Linked DNA regions of Rattus norvegicus: region 1 is linked to region 2. A link is a contact called in public Hi-C data. All regions are on one chromosome and are shown on one strand. Each heading gives the region's core, a stretch centred on a gene start, on an enhancer-like site or on the middle of the called end of the contact. The rest is flanking DNA. Distances are from core to core; before and after follow the strand shown.

What was found. A called contact is a pair of places that touch in the nucleus more often than the background predicts.
Region 1: a Hi-C map of psoas muscle shows a contact between it and region 2, with 2.2 times the contacts expected there. The contact joins the promoter of Rpl30 here to the enhancer-like site in region 2. A contact is called at or near these places in 3 of 12 Hi-C or Micro-C datasets (the A7r5 cell line, kidney and psoas muscle).

The regions. Positions count from the first base shown.
Region 1 is chr7:67,533,975-67,539,001 of GRCr8, forward strand. It overlaps Rpl30 (ribosomal protein L30), which reads right to left and starts at 2,581. Exons shown (of 5, transcript NM_022699.4): 1 at 2,503-2,581; 2 at 2,343-2,395; 3 at 1,951-2,096; 4 at 547-677. The coding sequence starts at 2,363. It overlaps Erich5 (glutamate-rich 5), which reads left to right and starts at 4,180. Exons shown (of 3, transcript XM_006241547.5): 1 at 4,180-5,027. LOC120093944 (small nucleolar RNA SNORA72) reads right to left here and starts at 69; the gene lies at 1-69.
Region 2 is chr7:67,144,041-67,149,034 of GRCr8, forward strand. No RefSeq gene overlaps it. Among named protein-coding and RNA genes, the nearest start is that of Mtdh, 46 kb to the right of the region's middle. Within about 2 kb of position 2,316, at least 6 of the 93 cell types and tissues checked have an H3K27ac peak or open chromatin away from gene starts, as enhancers often do.

The DNA.
Region 1 (5,027 bases), core at 1,331-3,830, 390 kb after region 2:
GGTCGTACTATAGCGAATGTTTAGCCTGTCCTGATTATCACAAAATCAGAACAGCGAGAATATTCGCATGTTCTACCAGGCAACTAAAATGTCTAAGCTCAAAACACAGGATGACGAGTATTTGTGGGCATTCACCACAAAGCATTTGTTCCCAAGCAAAAATGAGATGACTCTTTATCTGGCCTGGTATTTTCACCTTCTAACAAACACTTCTTCCCAAGGATGTGGGGTGTGGTAAGAGGGGTCAAGAGGGGGAAGAGACACAAATAGTTTCACTGTGTTGCCCCAGTTGTCCTGGAACTCATTCTGTAGGCCAGGCTGGCCTCACTTCATTAAACAAAACTCCTAACAAAGTTAAAAAAATTTTTCTTTGTATTTATAGAAAAGCCAATTACAATGTACTGATGTGCACTGTCAATTCTTTGCAAAATAAAATTATGGCATATCTTTTTCAATACTGAAGTTCTAATGGTCTGAACTCAGGAACCAAAGCCACTGCCTAATAAGTACATACATTAGAAAAAAAATATAATTTTAAAAGCATACCTGGGTCAATGATAGCCAGTGTGCATACTCTGTAGTATTTTCCACACGCTGTGCCCAATTCAATGTTATTGCCACTGTAGTGATGGACACCAGTTTTAGCCAACATGGCATAGTATTCTATTTCAGATTTCCTTGGGGGAACAACAACAAAAAGTCAGACAAAACCCCATACAAAGGTATTGACAGATTCACTACAAATTGGTGAGGCTTTAAAAAAAAAGATCATATTCGGTCCCCAGCTCCGAAAAAAAGAACCAAAAAAAAAAAAAAAAAGATCATAGATCCTTTACTAGTGTATACTGTACTTTTCTACTAAATACCTACTTTGTTGAGGTAGTATTCGGTACTAAATACATTGTATTCATGTTTCAATTTACTAAATACGTTTAAAATGTGTTTGAAATAAGTTACTTAGAAACCACAGGAAAAAATGGTGTCTAAAGTACTAGAAAAGGGATAATAGACATAAAAAAGTCAATGCTGGCCTGGTACACTGACAGCCTGTGCTGCTCTTAACAAAGTTCTGTTCCCAGCACTCACACCAGCTGCCTCACAACTACTTAACTCCAGCTCCAGGAGAATCTTCTGGATTCTCAAAGGGTGTTATTTCTCATGTCAGCAACAAGTATTATATACTCCATCTTAACAAACTGAGGCAAAGACTAATAGGAACGAGGGGTGGAATAGGAATTGGAATGGAGGGTAAAAAGTGTAAAAAAGATAGATAAGCCACCTTACCACCTACTACATACTGACCACTGCGTAAGGACTGCTGATACTATTACTCAAAGAATAAACACTTCAGTGCCAGGTTAATGGATTCAAATGGTTAAGATGTGAAAGTTCCACAGAAACTTGAGCTTATTATGTGGCCCATAGACCATCAACAGTGCCCCAAAGTGCTTATGAGAAATGAACTTCAAGCCCCAGACTGGACCACTAAGTCTGAACTACATAAAAGAATGAAGGTGTGCAATCACCATAGAAAAGTCAAGAGGCTTATACTATACAAGTTTCTTTAGCTTACTTAAAATACTATGCTCAAGTTAAAATGGTTAATCAAGAATAAACTAATGTTCAAAAAATTGGACCCTGCTAATAGGTGACTTTATGAATTTAGCTGAAATTTTTTAAAACTAAAACACGCACAGCAATGGAGTGTTAACACTTCAAATCTTGAAAGACGATCAAAAATAGGGATGTTCCAGATACGTGGGAAAAGCCACCGTGCTTCCCTGAACCTGCGTGTTATCATTTGTATGCGACCTGTTACACACTGTGTATTTACACTTACAGAAGAATACACACACAAATCAGGGTCCAAACATCAGAAAACAACCATCATTATTCTTCCCAATGCTGGAATCTACAATAAGCCACATACATTCATATTCCCTCCATTACCTCAAAGCTGGACAGTTGTTGGCGAGGATAACCAATTTCGCTTTGCCTTGTCTGATCATCTTCAGAGTCTGTTTGTACCCCAGCACGTACTTTCCACTTTTCATAACAAGTTGGAGCCGAGAGTTGATTGACTCCAGAGACTTTTTCTACAATGCAAACATTTGAGACTTGAAAACCACTCGCAGCCATCTCAAAACCAAACCCAGTTCCAAATTTCTGGAATTGAACACTTTAATGATGCCTGCGAAGTCACGTAGGGCCTCTCGGATTCACTTTGAAACCCTGAAACGTCAGCGGCATGCAATCCACCCAGTGTGCTCAGATCTATCCGCCCCGGCCCAGACCCAGCTCTCCACGTGAAGCGGCTTCCGGGCTCGGTCGGCTTCACTTACCGTCTTCTTTGCAGCCACCATCCTCTTGCCTTAGGTGCGGGACAAGCCCCAACCTAGAATACACAGAGGGCAGAAGTGAGGATTATGATACAGAGCGTCAAACACCAACTAGCGGAGCTCCCCGAGCCGCCTAGTCCTCTACCCAGCAGAGCTCACTCACCAAGATCAGACGCCAAGATGGCCGGGGAGCGAGAAAGGAAGGAGCTCCCACAATGCAAAGCTCTTCTAGGCGAACAGAGGATTATGGGACAGGAAGCGGAAGCAGAAGCCGAGCCTGTCACTAGCGGAAGGGCACTTGCTGGAGTGAGCTGTGGCAGTTGGTTGCTATGGGGATCTGGCTGGGCTGCTACGTGGCCTGGGCTGCGGCCTACGGTTCTCGGTTTGTGTTCTGCTGCTGTGGGCTGAAACCGCGGAGAACGGGAACTCTATAGGAGCTGGCGACGACGGCCGAGGGCGCCGTGTGTGAGGCGGCAGGGTCTGGGCTGGTCTCCGCCGGATGTGGCCTCGGGATGTTGTTCCGGGAAGACCACGGGACGCGGCGTTACCTTTGGAGGCAATTTCTGTCCACCTGCCGCTGATCTTCTTGCTTGCCGCTCGTAGGAGACACCCCCCGCACCCCCCAACACACATACATACATACACTTCCTGTGGCGGTTTTATTCCGTGTACTTGGGAGCCGACTTTGCACAGGGACCGCAATTAAAAAAAATAATCTAAACTCGGTGAGGTGGCTGAGCGGGTAAATGCGCTTGCCACTAAGCAGATGGATTGCGTTCCAAACCCACGTGGTGTAAGGGGAGCGCCAGGCTCAGCAGGTTCTCTGACCTGCGCTTGGATGCACACATAAGTATACAGAAGTAAACTGTCACAATACGAATACTTTTAAAATCACTTTGCTACGAAACTTGGGCCGTTGTATAAATGTAGTATTCGTGGGGAAAAAAAAAAAGAGAGAGACTGAAAGCCTCTATTTATGCACTCTAGCACCAACAAAAACCCCGGGTTGTTGAGATTGTTCAGTCAGTATAGTGCTTGCCTTGCAAGCATGAGGACCTGAATTCTATGCCTAAACCTCCCCGCCACACCCCACCCCCAAAAAGTCTGGCATGGTTGTGCAGGATCGTAATTCCATTTCTGGAACAGATCCCTGAGGCTAACGCCACCCAACCTAGCCTAACCTGTCAGCTCCAGGTCCCAGTGAGAGATCCTGTGAAAAATAATGTGGACAACTATCGAGTAAGCACACCAGAAATTGACCTGTGACCCCTGCCCAGCTGCACAAACACCCGCGCCACCAAACATATATAAGCATAAAAAAGTAAAACCAGGTTAGTAAGTAAGCTGTATGGTGTGCTACTTTGCCCTGGAGGTTAGGAGAGGGAAGAACAACCCTGCCTCCCCTTAATAAAAATAATTTTAAAAACATCCGTGAGCCATGCGGGTCCTAGTAACCTATGCCTTTAATCCCACCTTGGGCAGGCAATCTCTGTGAGTTGATCTTTTAAAAAAAGTCAGAAATTAAAACGTTTATTTTACCTAGCTAATACATACACTATGATATGAAATAGTAACGTTATTCTCAAATTTTTACAGCTAATGTATTACAGAAGTATGAATAGAACCAGGCCTGTAAATTAAGTAGTTTTACAAATGAAAGTTTATTCAACTGTTGTGGCCCATTTTGTTGTGAATTTGACCAAATGGTAGTGTTCAATTACCATACTATTTGCTTTAACATTTAGGCATAAAGTACTTAAGATGGTACAAATCTGGGCTGGAGAGATGGCTCAGCGGTTAAGAGCACTGACTGCTCTTCCAGAGGTCCTGAGTTCAATTCCCAGCAACCACATGGTGGCTTCCAACCATCTGTAATGGAATCCGATGCCCTCTTCTGGTGTGTCTGAGGACAGCTACAGTGTACCCACATACATGAAGTAAATCTTTTAAAAGGGGGGGGGGGGGGCGGGGGACAGGCTGTATCCCTTGTTAGAGCACAAACAGTTCTAACAATTTCATCTGGTAGTTGTTGAACTGGCCTGGCTGTCCAGCAGCTAAAATGACCATATTAACAGTTACTTGATGTTCATAGTGAGGCATGCCTCAGTGCTTGTGGAACGCATCCTTCATATTCTTGCCAGCCCACCTGCACATTAAGCATGCTGATAAATATGTTGGTAAGGAGGAACGATGAACTCAAGGAAACAGTCTCTGACTTGGTGAATAACCATTGTGCACTTGAGCATCCTAAGGGGGCAAGAGAGAATGGCAGCTACCCAGACCCCTCCCATCTGACAGACTACAACTTCGAGTTGAAAGCCAGCCAGAGTAATGCTTCCCCTTGTCTAATTCTACTTTATTTTGCCATTTCCTATCCAAGGTAGCATAAATTTGTATACCCATTGATACAAAGAGCCAAGCAATACTTCCTGTGTTTATTGTGAGGAGTGATGCTATTGGAAAGTGAAGTGCTATCTATGTACTTGGTCTTTAGGTTAGCACTCAGGAAGCAGAGGCAGATGGATCTCTGAGTTCAAGGCCAGCCTAGTCTACAAAGGGAGTTCCAAGATAGACAGGGCTCCTACACATACAAGCCCTGTTTTAGAAAATCAAAAAAGTAAAATAAGAAAAACCACAGTAGCAGTTCTGACCAGATAGAATTAAGCCAGTAATCTAATAAGACTAAGG
Region 2 (4,994 bases), core at 1,066-3,565:
GAAAAGACGATGTCAGAACAGCATCTGTCCATCCGTCTTAAGTCCTCACTGAACCATGAAGTCCAACTTACGAAGGCCGGCCCTGAGGAGGAAGTAGAGAGACATACATACTTGAGCACAAGGGTCTCAAAGGAGGATATTCTTTCCTACAAGAGGGAAAGATGCCCAGTCCAAAGAGACTGGGAAGAGCCTCCTGCTTCAGGTCCTTCTCCTGGCGGTCCTGGGAAGGGGAGAATAAAAGACTACAGAGGAAACGAGATGGGATTGTTCTTGTGGTAGTGAAAAAGCCAGAGTTGGGGCCTATCTGGGACCAGTGGGAAAATTCCCACCACGAACCTCCGAGCACAGGGACCCTTCCCTTCCAGGAAGAAAAAAGCTGGCTTAGTTCCTGAAACAGCTGCAAGCCACACTGTCACACAAAGCTACCTGACTCCCAACTGAAAGTCCTGAACGGTACACCGAGTCTGTCTGAAAGTTGCCCTGACTGGAAGACATAGGCAAAGGTCACCTCCTGCCCCGTCCTGCTTGTTCTAGTCAAGACTCAGGTGACTTAGGTGAGGCTCCTGTTAGAGCATCCTGATTTCCATTTTACTGGTGCAAATGCACACTCAACAGATGCCCTCATACCACACCCAGGTTAATGTGGAGCCAATGGCCCATCGAGGCATAGCAAAGCCTATGTGCAAAGCTGAAGGGCCACCTCCATACACTGAACCCTATTTGTAATAGATCGGTGTCAACATGAAAGGAGATACGTTACATGCTAATTTAAGTGGGGGAGTCAGATTACAAATCACTAACATGCAAAGGCAGTTGATTTTTTAATAGTTTAAGATACTTTTATATATTAAAAGTACAGAGGACTGATTTTGGAGGCTGACACCTTTAATCCCAGCACTCAGAAAGCAGAAGGAGTGGACCTCTTTGAGTTCCAGGAAGCCAGGATTACCTAGTGAGGCTATGTCTAAATAAATAATGACACTACTTCACCATGTTATTGTGAAGATTGCATGGGGTCTCCAGATAAGGGCCCAAGGACAGTATCTGACATACTGACATATAGTATAGAAGGGTCTCAGTTGATTTCAGCTACCAATACTGTGTAATCTCATTACCTTTTTTTTTAATTTCAGGATAGGGTTTCTCTGTCTAGTAGCCCTGGCCTTCCTGGACTCACTTTGTAGACCAGGCTAGCCTCAAACTCACAGAAATCCCCTTGCCTCTGCTGGGATTAAAGGATGCACTACGAAGCTTAACCTCTCATTTCTTTTTAAAAAGAACCTGTGTGTGTGTGTGTGTGTGTGTGTGTGTGTGTGTGTGTGTGTGTGTGAATGTATGTATATATTTGAACATGAGAACTCTCAGGAAAAAAATACCTAATTGTTTCAATACGTGGTTAGTATAGTAGCACACAGTTTTATAATCATCTCAGAGGAAATTCTAATGGTGATGCTGTCCATTCAGATGCTAAGCACTGATGCAGAACCATGACTTACATGTTTCTAAGAAAAAAATAAAGTCCAGAAAGTGTCTGCTTTGTAAGCATGGGAATCTGAGTTTTAATCCCCATCACCTGGGTTAGACCCAGATGCAGTCATTCACAGCTGTAGCCCAGCACTGGAGCTGGGGTGGGTGCAGACAGTTTCCTAGAGCTCCTTGGCTGAATCAGTGCGATGCCTTGCATCAAAAAATAAGGTGGAGAGCAAAGAAAGATACCTGACACCAACTTCTGGTCTCCACATTCACACAACACACAAACACATGCACAAACTGGTGGGAGGGAGAGTAAGAAAAGAAATTTTACTTAGAGCCATTTACTTAAAAATAAGTCATTCTTTTAAAACAGAAGCCTGCAATAGACCTATCAAGTTTTCTTTTTCATGTTTTCCTGATTTTATTAACACTCAGAGTTTATTTTAAGTAAACCTTTGTCCCAGAGTCCCACACCCAACTGCAATGCACACACACACACACACACACACACACACACACACACACACTTGTACACACACCCTGGCCACCAGTGGTGTGGTTTCATCCTAGTCAGGCTGGATATTCCCCCTCCCAGACCTCTAAAAATAGGACAGAACAGGATCCCCCCACCCCACTACTTCCTTTCTTCGCATCGCAAACACTCCAAACTACTCTGGGTTTGAGAATAAGGAAGTCCCTGATTAGCCCGCGCCAGACACACCATTCCTCCTTTCTCTGCCACCATTTCCCTTTTTGCTCCCCTGAGATATAAGAATGTCCCTCCACCCACCCCGTCAGCCCCTTCCTTTTTCATTGTCTCTCATGAGCTGTGCCTTCCCATCCAGCAAGTTCCTCCAGAAACCAAGAATCACGTTTCAAAATCCCCACCTCCACAGAGTGGCCGGCCAAGAAAGCTTAACCCTCCGACTTCTGAGCTTTGTGACATTGGCTTGGGCTCCTCCTGACCCCCACCCCACTCCATTGCTGGAATAAACTTGATATGGGTATTATCTCTTTTTTAAACACTTGCTGTCGTTGCCGAGAACAAACAAATGGCACTCAGAAGGAGGCCACTGCATCTGAACTTTTGGAAGTGAAAACATGGCAAGGTGTCAGAACTGAGTCAAAACTGTCCCCTTCTTCCCGTGTAAGAGGCAAGGTCTCTGCTGGCACGGAGAAATCGCCAAAGCAGGCGCTGGCTACGGCACAGGGCAGTTTACTGCATCTGCAGAATGATGAAAGGGAACAACAACAACGGCTACGACAGCTGTCCTCCTTAGCCACAATGAGAAAGCCCCTAAAATCAATTACTATCAATACAACTTGCAGATAAGATAATAGCAGAATTTAGTAATGGATAAAACATGGCAAAACACAACTTCTGATTTTCCTAATACACTTAGAAATTTAGATTACATTGACAAAACAAAACAAAAAACAAACAAACAAAAAAAAAAAACACATTTATACTGGGTGGATGTGAACCTTTAACCCCAGCACTCCAGAAGCAAAGATTTTTCTTCTAGTTCAAGGCCAGCCTGGTCTACATGTTGAGTTTCAAGTCAGCCAGAGCTACATAATATTACCCTTCCTCAAAACAAAAACAAAAACAAAAACAAAAACAAAAAAAAGCCTGCATTGAGTTGTTATTTCTTTGTGGTAGAGAAGGTCAGAGGGCAATCTGTAAGAGTAGACTCTCCTTCGATCATTCAGGTTTCAGGGTTTGAACTGAGATCATCAGACTTAACAGCACGTGCCTTTATCTGCTGAGCCATCAGTCAGCCCTCTAATATGGCAATCTTTTTAACAGGCCTTATATTGCTTCATGTTCACCTCACAGAATTCCTTCCTGTCGGGAAAATGAACACGAAGTCCATGCTGAAGACTTATTCACGGCCAAGCATTAGCTGAGCTCTGGCCACATAGAGAGACTAGAGCTTTGCCACAGACAGTTCAAAACATTTATCCTCTACTTAGAAAAACATAGAAATAAAAATCACTCTCAGAAAAGCTAGAGGTAACTTATCAACGAGCATAATACCAAAGCTCTATGATCATTTTTAATAAGACCTTTAGGTTTGAGTGGGCCAGATAGGATCCCTATTAATAATAATTATTAGTAAAATGGAATAAGAATGGCCTATGTTTTTTAAAAATGTTTTCATTGTGTGTCTAAAACTCAGGTTTAACTGAACCTCCTGTATTACTATTCGCTAATTCTGACAACCTTAAAGTTGAGACATGTAGGGTACAAAAAAAGATCCTAGGCCAGTGGAGTTGGTCAGACAAGCTTCCTGGAGAATGCAGGCTTTAAGCCAGCTGCTGAGGAGAGCTTGAGATGGAAACAGAGAACGTTCCCCACGTAGGAAGTTCATGTCCTTGACACTGAAATGGAGATGAGCAAGTAAGTCCTGCTTGGGATGGCGACCAAGCTGGCTTAGCTGGTCCCCTGGACTGATGAGAACTGCAAACCCCAACAAGGAAGATCCCCTGGTTACCCTTGTTTTTCCTGTGTGGGCAATCTCTTGGCTGGATTTCTTTCTATGGAGCTTGTGAGTTTAAAAAAAAAGATAATGTTGCAGCTATTCACAGTGATATCCTTTTTACTAGGTTCTTTATTTATATAAAGCAAGACCAATTTTTAACAGTGTGGACACAAAAGCATTCCTATTTACAAGTTATACACATGTATATCAACATTAGCCTTGTATTGGATACACACCTTTTTTTAAATTTTATTTTATGTGCATTTGTGTTTTGCCTTCATGTATGTTTGATGCCGCCAAATCCCCTAGAATTGGAGCTACAGACAGCTGTGAAATGCCATGTGAGTGCTGGGAGTTGAACCCAGATCCTCCAGAAGAGTAGCAGTTCTCTTAACCTTTAAGCCATCTCTCCAGCCTGCATGGGTACACATCTTAATGACCAAAAATTATTTAAATGATTTTGAACAAGGGCATGTGTCTGTAGTTCCAGAAGGCAGACACAGGGAAACTACAGGAAAAATCATAAGTCCAAGATCAGTCTGGGCTATGTGGTGAAAGACGAAAGACACCTTATCTTAAGACAGAACAATTTGCGAGGTGTGTGTGTGTGTGTGTGTGTGTGTGTGTGTGTGGAGAGAGAGAGAGAGAGAGAGAGAGAGAGAGAGAGAGAGAGAGAGAGGAGAAATCCAGTAACAGTCTGTGTGTTCTAATCCTGCTGATACTTGGGAGTGCCTTTTGGTTTAGGTCAGCAGGATCTGCTGTCTTTGCACTGAAGAAGCAAGCCTAAGGGTAAAGAGCATGGCTGTCAGTGCTGGGAAAGGTGTTATGGTAAAAAAGAAAAGGTGTGACTGGTTCTCTTGTGTACCGCTCTGCACTTTTCTCCCAGGCTCCCTGGTCGTAGAGCCATTCCAGCGTGGCACCCTGCCATGCTGTTTTGCTTTCACTCCCAGTTCCCTTGGCGGGTTGCTACCACGCCAGGTATATACATCCCAGTTCTGCGGGGGGCTTGCTGTGTCCCACCACCACACATTCTCT